Regions from separate parts of the Mus musculus genome. Here region 1 is linked to region 2. Evidence: chromatin contacts called from public HiChIP or PLAC-seq data. All regions are on one chromosome and are shown on one strand. The core of a region is the stretch at or near the end of the contact, and the rest is flanking DNA. Distances in the headings are between cores, read along the strand shown. Region 1 has its middle 10 kb from the start of Gm5086. Region 2 overlaps Gfm2 (G elongation factor, mitochondrial 2).

Region 1 (5,992 bases), core at 439-2,938, 380 kb before region 2:
CCTGAAGAATTAAGCATGTGAATGTGCAAGCACACACACACACACACACACACACACACACACACAGATCCTAAACATGGATTGACCACCCCACTTTCTCCCTCAAAAGCCTTCTGTGATCCTCCATCACTTAGTGGAGTTCACCTAAAACCCTCCGGTCAGCATTTAAGAGCCTTACAGCTTTCTCTACTCCTCCCCCACAGAGCATCACCCCCAGGCAAATGATTTGCTCATTCTCTTCAACTGTCACGTGACCCTTCTCTTCACCTTCTTGTTGCTTAGCCTACTCAGCCCTAACATCCCAAGACCAAGGTCTGGCCACCTCTTTAGGAAGAGGCTCCTCAGTCCCTACCTTGAGCTAACCACTCCTTTCTAAAAGGTTACCCCAGCCAGCACTCCGATGATTCATTTGCTAATTACCCATCTGCTGCCGACCAGCATTTCTTCCATTAATGCTTACTTCTGTTGACTGCTTTATTGGGTTTTCATGCTTATAAATGTTTTATCTTTAATTGGAGTTTCTATTTCTTCTTTAACAGGGCAACCTTATCCTCTTTGATCTCACAAAGCATTTAAGAGTTATCCACACACACAGTAGGACCTCAGAAGATGTATATGGATTCAGTTTGTAAGCTTCTTGTTTTCTGAGATCAGGAACACTCACCACTGACAGCCAGGGCCTATTTGAGGTCATCACCTTTACATGTTTTCAGCTCCCAAGTCTTCATGATGGTTCTTAGAGCATCAAGAATGCACACATCTCCAAAATGTCTTTCTCCTGGGGCGTTTACCACTTCTGCTTTGCCTTTTGTCCCATGCACCATTATGAGGCAGATTTGGCCCTTACTTAGTATACCATTGAGTCAACTGATTATGTTTTCTGAGCCTAGAGAGTAATAGATCCTATTACAGGAAGTGAAATGAGAATTTTCTGTCTCACAAAGATCTCATTTAAAAAATTATAACTGGGAAAAGGCATCTTTATTATCTGCTTATTGATTTAGCTAGTATTGTTTATTTTTAAGTGCTTTGGGAAAGATACATGATAACTAACTGACCCATTTGTAAGAACAGGGAATCTACAGTCATGAAATAGCCATCTACATGAACTAGAAACTCTCAAACAGAGGGTTTTTCTGGCAACTGCTGAGTGACCTTTAGTCAGTAACTAAGTAGTAATTGTCTGCCTCACCCCCAGTTCATGCCTAGTCCACTTTACCTGAAAACCTCCACTCACTGATGATCATCCTAAGGAAGTTGAAATCAAGATTCTTGTCACGTGCCAGCATCTGACTCTAGGTACTGGCTTCTTCAAGCACGGTGAAGCCAAGACCTCTGAAGACCAAATTCATTGGTTCCCACTTTGCTGCGACTGCAGTATCTGACCACAAGATTTCAGGTGCTGGGCTTCCTGAGCACAGAGGTCCCACCTCATTCCTCTTTGCAGCTCTCTCCCTGTCCTTCCTTCTAACCCAAACTCGGAGCAGGTTCTGTCGTGATGTTGGTACCATTTGAGAAGACACAGTGGCATCCATGTTCTGTGTCCCGAGTGGGCATATGTGTGCTTTGTCAACACTCAGCTTCCAGGTGTCTTTCTTGTGGAGGCAGCCTCTGTTTCACTGGGAAGCTCACCTCTTATTTTCAGCCTTTGTTATTCTAGGGGAGATGACTCATCCTGACATATGATTCACAGCATCTGAAGAGACCATTGTACTGAGCATATGACTATCAGAGTCAATGAGGGAAGATTGGGGTCCTAGTGAGTACTGAGAGATCTGTGAGGGAAACAGCTGTCCTTCTTTCTGTCTTTGAAGCTGACAATCATCTTGACATGGAATAGAAGTGAGGTTTTTTTTTTTTTTAATCTTACAACAACAAATAAAATAGCTGTCAAAATATCACAGTAGTGGAAAGAGCCAATTGGAGGGAAATCTTTCTTTCTGTCCAAGAGAATGAAATCTCTGGTCTAGATGGAGAGCTAACACGCAATTGGGCAGGTTGGGTGATCTGGTTAAGGGACCACCCCCAGGAAGGCAAGTTCACCCTAAACCCTGCTGAAGAGGAGGGAGGAATAATTATCCTTTTAATGAGATACGGTACTTTTCCTTCATTTCCACCTGCTAGCACAGTCCTACAAGGCAATGTAAAGTTCTGCTCTGTCTACCCACCTTTGTTTAGACTCAGAAAGGCTTAGCTTTTCTTTTGTCTTCTTTTTCTGTCTCTCTCTTTGAGCTGCTGAGGAGCCTAAGTGTGATTTTTTTCCTGGTACTTTGGGTTTCCTTACTCTCTCCTCCCCACCATGTGGCTGCTCCTCTGCCATATGGCTGAGGCTCCATGCTGGCTGAGCTGCTTCACCCTTTTCCTTCTCCTCTCCAAGCTCCTCCTCGGGCAGCTGCCAAGGTTTAGTTTTCCTGCTCTTGGGAGGGAGTGGTGGTTTCTTCTCGTGGCCTTCCTTTTTTAAGATTTCTTCTCATGGGCTGGTGAGATGGCTCAGTGGGTAAGAGCACCCGACTGCTCTTCCGAAGGTCCGAAGTTCAAATCCCAGCAACCACATGGTGGCTCACAACCACCCGTAATGAGATCTGATGCCCTCTTCTGGTGTGTCTGAAGACAGCTATAGTGTACTTACATATAATAAATAAATAAATCTTTAAAAAAAAAAAAAAAAGATTTCTTCTCATTAGGTAGTATTGGGGAATGTGATGTCTATACATCACGTGTGTGGCTATGTGTGGGACTGTGGGTGCCCATGCATCCGGAGGCATCAGATCTCCCAGGGTTTCTTCTGTTAATGCTTGCCCCGCTGCCTGCTATGAGCTATCTAACCTGGGTGGTGGGCACCGAACATGGATTCTTTGAAGAAACAGTACACTCTCTTAATCCCTGAGCCAGACCAAGATTTTTCAAGAAAATTGTCCCCCAAGCTTCTGTTTGAGTCTGTCATTAAATTATTTTATGAATGGGATTAAGAACCCCAAAAGGGACTTTGATTTCCCCTGTACCTACGTGCTGGCTCCTGTGGAACTCACTGAAATTCCAGTCAACAGTGACAACAGGTGAGATTGCCGTCGGCCCCAAAGGTACTTTTCCAATGAGCACTGACGATACCCTGCTGACAGTATTTAGCTTTTCTGGCAGTCTTTCATTTTTCTGTCACTTAGGACTGGCACAGAGCCCTGAGAGACACCCACTTTGCCACTAAACTGCAAAAATGATCATGTCTACTAGGGAGTTTGAGAAGGGGCTACTTGGGCGTAGGGTGGGGCTGTTCATGCTGATGTTGGAAAAGAGTGCAGCCTGGGAACCGGAAGCCAAGAGCAATGGCTTCCAGTTGAGTGTGTTTTCCTTTTCCACACACGTTGTCTTCTGTGAGCAATAGTCATTAAGAGTAGCCATCTACTCTGTGAGTGCCTTAACAGTGCAACTGGGCCAGAGGAGCTTGCGAATGAGTCACCTGCCAGGGAGTGTGCTGAGGGGCCATCTTCAAAGCCACTGAGAAGGCCTCTCCTAAAAGACGGAGGGTAGACCAGGCAGCTGTGGCAGAGTTGCCAGCAACTGGCAGGACCATGGCAGCTATAGAACATTCTAGTCACGCATAGTCTTTCCACAGAAGATATGGCGGCAGTGAAGAGAGACTATGCCTCCTCCAGATTCAAAGATGGATTTATTTCCAGAAGTATCTGCCCTTGCTGGATTTGGGTAACGCGGTTTCATCACTAGGTTCCATCAATGCATTGTCCAGACTGGGGTGGGGAGTAATTCCGAGTAGAGAAAATGCTTAGCATTCTTAACACACTAGGTTATGTTCCCAGGACTGTAGAAAAATGAAATGCCAGTGGGCTGTGCCCATTGCTTAGTGAGTGTCTCTGATATTGTTAACTTGAAGAAACTTGAAGTATGGGCCTCTGCTCTGGTCTCTTCCTCCAATGTTGATGTTTTTCTCAACTAAAAATAGTAGCTTCCTGCTTCCCTGCGATCAGGCGCCTTCAACATCAATGTTGAAATATTTACTTCAGCTGCAGGAAAACGAGTCTGTTATGTCTCCACGGCTCGGCTGGCGGAAGCAAAGTTTTCTTGGCAACACCCCTGCAGCAGCCTGCAGGAAAGGGTCACCCGAATCTACAAAGGGGCAATCGGCAAAGACTGCCTTTCTTCTCTCTTCTTTTTCCCATTTAGCTCTGAGCTATGAACATGCTTAAAAGCACAAGTGAGGGGGCCAGCTCTGAATGCTCTTTGTTCTCAGAGATAAGTTCAAAGATATCAAAAGTCACCCTCTAAGGCTGCAGGGAAAATGCTTTCTTTCTACTTAGCTTTTTTTTTTTTTTTTTTTTTCAAAAAAGTTGAAAGTCTACAGGCTTCCCAGAAATTCAAAGGTAAGAACCAAGAAGGTAGCTGAAGATTGTTTCCTGACATTGGAAAAATAGTTTTCCTTTTCTTCTTCTTCTTCGTTTTTTTTTCCTTTTTTCTCCCACTGCCCCCCAACCCCCACAGGCAAATCATATTCATGCAGCTGTGCCTTCAGAACAATTAGACACACCTAGACAACCAAAAGGCCATGCCAAGAAACTGTCCCCAGGACAGAGACAGTGAGTGTTCTGACATCCTATGCACCGGTCGGCTTTTTACAATCTGAGGCCCTTCCACGTATGTTTCCCACACATAAAAAAAAAATAATAATGCAAGCATCTGACCCATATGCCAGAGTGTCTTTTTCTCTCTGTTGCTGGCCAGAGCAGCTGGGAAAACATAACCTAGGACTGAGGAACCCTCTGACACATCAGTCCACCGAGGTCCTTGGGACATGGTCAAAAAGATGTCTGGATCTTTAAAAGACACTGATTGTTTAAAGAATGAAATCATTCCTCTGAAACCTTAACTCAGCATCATAATTGGACCCAGAAAGACACTGCGAGAGTCTCACCGAAAAAGACCCGTGTGTGTGTGTGTGTGTGTGTGTGTGTGTGTGTGTGTGTGTGTGTGTGTTGGGGGGTCGTGTATGGAGGCCAAAGATCAACTTTGGATACCCTCCCTCACATGGTCTCCACTATTTGATACAGGGTTTCTCATTAGCCTGGAGTCCCCATGTCATCTAGACCTCATGGCCATTGAGCCCCTAGGAAATCTGTCTGCTCTATTGACCCCGGTACAGGAATCACAAGTATGCACTACCATGTAGCTCTTTAACATGGGTACTAAGAGTCAAACTCAGATATTCAAGCGTGTACCCTACTGACTGAGCGGCTGTCCCAGCCCACCTCCTTTTTTGTTTTGCTTTGACTCCTATTCACAGAAAAGAAAAGCCTGACGCCAGAATAGGGTGATGCTGGTGGGGTACTGGAAGAGGACCCAGATGAGGACTCATGAGTCCTGATGCATACCCAAACTTGATGTTAGCACCTATACAAAAAACAAGGCAGGAAAAGTCTATTATTAAAAGGGCTACTGGGCATGAGGCCATGGGTCAGTCTCCAAGCAAGCCTCTGCTGTTTATCATCCCAGGCCACGAATTAGAAAGTGTGATAAAACCCTTTGTTACCAGGCAGAGAGGCTAGGCAAGGACGGAAATAATCAGTTGCCATCTGGGCCTGTCATGACCTAGGGACTTTGATCCCAATCAGTGTGTTTTCTACAGCTTGTGGTGTCTCCACATAGTAAGGCTCACAAAGATTATGAACTCACCGGTGTTCGTCTCTATTTCATATAAAAGCACAACACAATTCAGTAGCTAACCCCCACTCCCCAGTCCCAGTCAGTTGCTTTGCTTTTGTCTTTTAGACAGTGTCTCGAGATCTAACGGTGGCTGGCATGGGATTCATTATCTAAACTGAAACTCAGGGAGACCGAGCTGCCTCTGCCTCCTGAGTTCTGGGATTAAAGGTGTGTTTCACCACACCCAGACCAACATCGGCCACCCCACCCCACCCTCCCTAGCACCAATCTCACAAGTGCATGGATTTCAAACACTGCCACCACACTTGGTTTTCTTCCTATT
Region 2 (5,655 bases), core at 892-3,391:
GCATGCATTCTCTAAACCCAAGCCCAATGCCCACAGTGTCACTCGCACTGTCGGGGTCATCTCCTAGAGTAAACAACGTGTACATGTCAAATGCAAACTCACCATAATCTCTGCTAGAGGAACGAATCCTAGAACAACTCTGTTGTCTTGGCGAGTCTGGATTTCCTGAATGTTCCCTCTTCTTTGTGCCAAGTCTGCCAGGACAGGGCTGAGGTACTCCCTGCTCACTGTGACCTCGAGACTCATCAGAGGTTCCAGCACCTGTTTGTCAGCTTTCTTCAGGGCCTGAAGAGATTTCATAAACTGAACAAATTTCTATTCCAGTACACGGAAGACAGAGGAAGGCTAATTCCTATATTCCTGAGCAGAGGGCTCTGGGGAGCTCACTGTATAAGGAGCCAAGAAGTTAGAACTTGTACAGTGGCCACATGCTGGAAAGAACAGCACAGGAGAGCACCTCAAAAAGCCAACAACAAAGGCAAGAGTCAAGACAACTGTCTACAAATACTTTCTGTATTTACAGTTTATAATCTTAGACTTCATCGGCCACAGAGGGAACCTGACCATGTTTTCAAGATAAAACAATCATGTGGGAAAGGGTAAATATAAGAGAAAAATGCTTCCTTTAGGGAGGGACTGGCCTCCCAGAGCTGCCCTCTATCCTTTTCAGACTTCTGAACAGTACCTCACTGCAGAGCTTCCACACCAGCAGTAGCTGCAGCCCATCTCGGAGGACTCAGTCTTGTCCCCCACTGGGCCCCAAGCCTAGCTCAGCAGTTTCTTTTCCAAGCACGTCTCTGGCCTTTCTTATTTGCTGATGGCATTAGTAGATCTCAGTTTGCTTAAATGTACTTCTCTGATTTCCTTTTTCCAGCAAACACCAGTATTTCTATTCCTGTTGCTGGCATCTTGATTCAGACATCGTCTAGTTCCTGTCTGTCCTAGACTGTCTTTCCCGTGCCAAATGCCAATCACTTCTGTGTTCTGACTATATATACTTCACTGATCAAAACATTTATTCTCCATTGTTCCCAGAACACAGTTCAAACCTTACTTAGTGCTTGAAAGCTTCAGTGTGACCTGTGACTTTACTCTCCAGTGCTAGGCTAAGGTACTCCCACACTGGGAAACCGCATGGGGGTTGATCAGATCTGGTGGGCCACTGAGGCAGGAGGCAGAAGGCCATGACACTCAGGACAACTCAGGTGATCACATGCATGGAAGATGCTTGGCCTAAATCTGTTGTTCAATGGGACTGATTTGTTTTTGTTTTTTAATGAAAACAATCTTATTTGGACAAATTCAAATATTTGAAATTAAAGGTTTGAGAGATGGTTCAGCAGTTAAGAATACTGTCTGGTCTTGAGTTCAATTACTAGCAACCACATGGTGGCTCACAACCATCTGTAATGGGATTTGATGCCCTCTTCTGGCATGCAGGTGTACACAAAGATAGAGCACTCACATACATAAAATAATCTTTAAAAAGAAGTTGAAATTCACATTAGATTTCCATTGTCCTTTACATTAAAGCCCAATGTCAAGCTGACCTCAGATCTGTCCAGTTAAATCCACCAGGCTTTGGGGCTGGAAAGATGGATTATCTATCTAATTAATATATATATATATATTCCCCTCTCCCCAGCCAGGCTTGTAGCTAACTGTAACATCTCAAAAGTAAAAAAAGGAATGTCTAAACAAGGTGCACTCTTCACAGGCCCAGGTTTTGTTTGGAAAGATCTTTTGGTAAAATCAGAATGTTTTGTTTAACCTTTCTGACCAGTAATTTCTAAAATCTTTCAAATGAAAATTTAGTTTTAGAAATCAAAGATTTCCCATACAAGAGCTAGTTTAAAAGTTTTAAATCCCATTTGTGTGTGTGGTATGTGCTCATGTAGAGGTCATAGGACAACGTTCTGAAGCCACTATGCAGTTCCTGAGCATTAAACTCAGAAGCAGGCTTTTGGTGCTAAGTACCTTTACCCACTGGTACTAGATCTGGGTGGCCCCATGGTGACATAAGGTCTGTGGAATCTGCGGTGCTGGCCTCAGTGCCCATCCTTAATGCAGAGCATGAAGGGTGCTCCGTACCTTCTGCATACACCGTGAGATGCAGGCAGTGACCATAGTTGTGGAGGTGCCAGGGTGAATCATCAGTGAGTGCAACGTCATTGCCACATCCTGGACTGGGGATCCGAGCAGAGGTCCTGGGTGGGGAGAATAAAGCACAACAGTACACACAGTCCAGTAACAAGGAGCAATGCAGCAAGAATTCATGTGAAGTCCAAGCACAGAGAACACTGGCGTGTCTGTAGCACACGGACCAACTCGGAGGCTGAGTGTAACATCAAGGCAGAGTGCACAGTGCACGCTAGTACGCCCAAGATCCTGGCTCAAACTCCAGCATGAGAGAAAAAAAGAAACAGTCACCAGGAGACAGGTGTGTGTCCCTTACCCTGGAGGCATGCACTGTGGACGGCACTTTCAATGGCCTCCCGAGAGGCCTGCAGCAGGTCTTCACCCACACAGTCAGCATACTCGATCTTGGCCACAGCACAGGGCTCTTCTGCTGGCCGGACTTCCAGCTCCGCACTCACCAAGTGCCGCTTGTCTCCAAGCACCCTATCGAGGGTGTCTGCGGACAAACACATGGAAATGCGTGAAGAATAAGGAGGGCCTGCACTCGAGGCTCAACGTTTGCCAGGATAATGAAGGAAGCCAAAGAAAGATGCCAGGAACAGGCTGCCCCAGGAGACTGTCTGCCCTTGCTGAGATTGCTTGTATCTGAGACCCCTCAAAACTAAGTCTTTAAAAGTACCAACCTTGGGGAAAAGGTAACACTCAAATTGTATGACATCTAGAGAGTATAAAAAGCTGATAATAAAAACTATAAACCTTGTTCCTCTGCCAATTTCCAAATTTAAATTTCCTATATTCCTTCAGCAATATTTAATGTTTCTCCCTCCCCCAAAACTAGTAAAGTATTTTCTGAAATACAGAAAAACAGCTTTCCGTGTTTTGTTTTGTTTTGTTTCTGGATAGGGGGTTCTATTTTCTTTGTAAGTACTAGGGACTGAACCCAGAGACTTTGCTCACCTTGAGGTGAAGAGTGACCACTGTTATTTTGCTTAAGGGAACCAAATACAGAAAACCTGAGTGCTGACATTCAGGACAGAAACATAAAAACTGCACCTCCTCTAGAATGCTATCTGTATAGGGACACTGTATTAAATAGCGGAATTATTCATGCACTTCATACAATAAATATGAATTGACTTCAAATTCTTAGTCCCATTTCAGTGGTAAGGGCTGGAACAAGCCAGTGATTTCACTGTCCCACGGCCACTAGAAAACACATTTGTCTGATGGGTGGGGGGGGGGTAGCAGTGGCACCAGGCCTTCTATACTAATTTTTTTTTAATACACACAGTAAAACTGTGGGAGACACTGGAAACTGTGACTTCTGTTTACACAACTAAACACTAAACAAACCCAGAATGTCCAAAATGTTGTATTTTTTACCTGTGGCGCGAACTGAGTTTAAGATGGTTTCCCGGTATGCCACCTGCAGAGGCCCTAGATAGGTCTCTAGGCCATACTCCCTCTTGATACGGTCATGAATAATCTCAATATGCAACTCCCCCATTCCACACAGGACAGTCTGGTAATAAAAAGGAAAAAAAATAAAAATAAAAAAATAAATCAGGGCCGGGCATGGTGGCGCACGCTTTTAATCCCAGCACTCGGGAGGCAGAGGCAGGTGGATTTCTGAGTTCCAGGCCAGCCTGGTCTACAAAGTGATTTCCAGGACAGCCAGGAATATACAAAGAAACCCTGTGTCAAAAAAACAAAAAAATAAAAAAATAAAAATAAACAATAAAAAAAAAAAAACAAAATACTATATATAGAAAAAATAAATGCAAAGTATGATAAAAAGAAATGATGTTCACATATTTAAGTAATTTTCTATTAATTACGACTGAGTTTCTTTTGAAAACTTTCTGAGGGCTCCTACATGAGAATACTACTTCTGACTAGAATATAAACCAAATGCAGTGACCTCTGGGCACTGTCTCTGCCCATGACAGTCTGGTGACCAGCTGGGTAAGTGGCACCAAGTTAGGGTCACACATACTTCCTAACCCCATACCAAACCTGGCTGGAGCAACAGGAGCACAATCAATGCTCGCAACTTCTGGATTATGTCTCTTCTCTTCTTTCTTTGTATGCAGTTTGCTTGTTATTTATTATTATTGTATGTGTGCTATGTTTGTGTATGGTGGAGGGGAGAGGCATGTGTAGAGGTCAGAGGACAACTTATTTAGATTCCAAGATGGAATCCAGGTGTCTGTTGTGTATAGCCAGTGACTTTACACACTGAGGAATCTCACTGGGCCTAGTTTTAATATTTTATGTGTATGGATAATTTGCCTGCATGTGTGTCTGTATTCTATTGGCATGCCTAGTGACTAAAAAGCCATAAGAGGGCATTGGAGTTGAAAACAGTTGTGAATCATCATGTAAGTGCTGGGAATTGAACTCAGGACCTCTAGAATAGTCAGTATTCTTAAACACTGAGCCATCTCTCCAGTCCTCCTCATTTGATTTTTGACAGGGTTTCACTTGTGTGCCGTCCAACTTCATATCAAACTTGCAGCAATCATATTACCTTAGCCTCTCAAGTATTGGAATCACAGGCAAGAGACACCCCAAACCTGGCTAAACCCTTTCTTTTCCTTTTTTGGGGGGTGGTGGTGGAATTTTCAAGACAGAGTCGCACTATGTAGCTCTGGCTGGTCTGGAACTCACTTTGTATACCAGGCTGCTCTAGAATTCAGAGATTCAGAACCCAGATGTCCCTCAACAGAGGAATGGATACAGAAAATGTGGTACATTTATACAATGGAGTACTACACAGCTATTAAAAATAATGAATTTGCCGGGTGGTGGTGGTGGCACACAACTTTAATCCCAGCACTTGGGAGGCAGAGGCAAGCAGATTTCTGAGTTTGAGGCCAGCCTGGTCTACAAAGTGAGTTCCAGGACTGCCAGGGCTATACAGAGAAACCCTGTCTCGAAAACCCAAAATAAATAAATAAATAAATAATGAATTTATGAAATTCTTAGACAAATGAATGAATCTGGAGGATATCATCCTGAGTGAGGTAACCCAATCACAAAAGAACACACATGATATGCAGTCACTGATAAGTGGATATTAGCCCAGAAGCTCAGAATACCTAAGATACAATTTGCAAAACACATGCAACTCAAAGTGTGGCTACTTCGATCCTTCTTAGAAGGGGGAAGAAAATACCCATGGAAGGAGGTACAGAGACAAAGTTTGGAGCAGAGACTGAAGGAATGACCATCCAGAGACTGCCCCACTGGGGATCCATCCCATATACAGTCACCAAACCCAGACACTTTTGCAGATGCCAACAAGAGCTTGCTGACAGGAGCCTGATATATATAGCTGCCTCCTGAGAGGCTCTGCCAGTGCTTGACAAATACAGAAGTGGATGCTCACAGCCATCCACTGGATGGAGCACAGGGTCTCCAATGAAGGATCTAGAGAAATGACCCAAGGAGCTGAAGGGGTTTGCAGCCCCACAGGAGGAACAACTATATGAACTAACCAGTACCCACAGAGCT

The links. HiChIP or PLAC-seq counts read pairs in DNA pulled down with a chosen protein or histone mark.
Region 1: a FOXA1 HiChIP or PLAC-seq map of pancreatic cancer cells shows a contact between it and region 2. The contact joins two enhancer-like sites. A contact is called at or near these places in 2 of 115 datasets of contacts at active chromatin or transcription factors (microglia and pancreatic cancer cells).

What each region holds. Positions count from the first base shown.
Region 1 is chr13:97,546,732-97,552,723 of GRCm38.p6, reverse strand. No RefSeq gene overlaps it. Among named protein-coding and RNA genes, the nearest start is that of Gm5086, 10 kb to the left of the region's middle. Within about 2 kb of position 1,688, at least 26 of the 459 cell types and tissues checked have an H3K27ac peak or open chromatin away from gene starts, as enhancers often do. A contact at or near this core is called in pancreatic cancer cells, where this site is marked.
Region 2 is chr13:97,169,492-97,175,146 of GRCm38.p6, reverse strand. It overlaps Gfm2 (G elongation factor, mitochondrial 2), which reads right to left. Exons shown (of 21, transcript NM_177266.5): 17 at 3,523-3,661; 18 at 2,456-2,635; 19 at 2,092-2,207; 20 at 103-285. Among named protein-coding and RNA genes, the nearest start is that of Hexb, 26 kb to the left of the region's middle. Within about 2 kb of position 2,141, at least 15 of the 459 cell types and tissues checked have an H3K27ac peak or open chromatin away from gene starts, as enhancers often do. A contact at or near this core is called in pancreatic cancer cells, where this site is marked.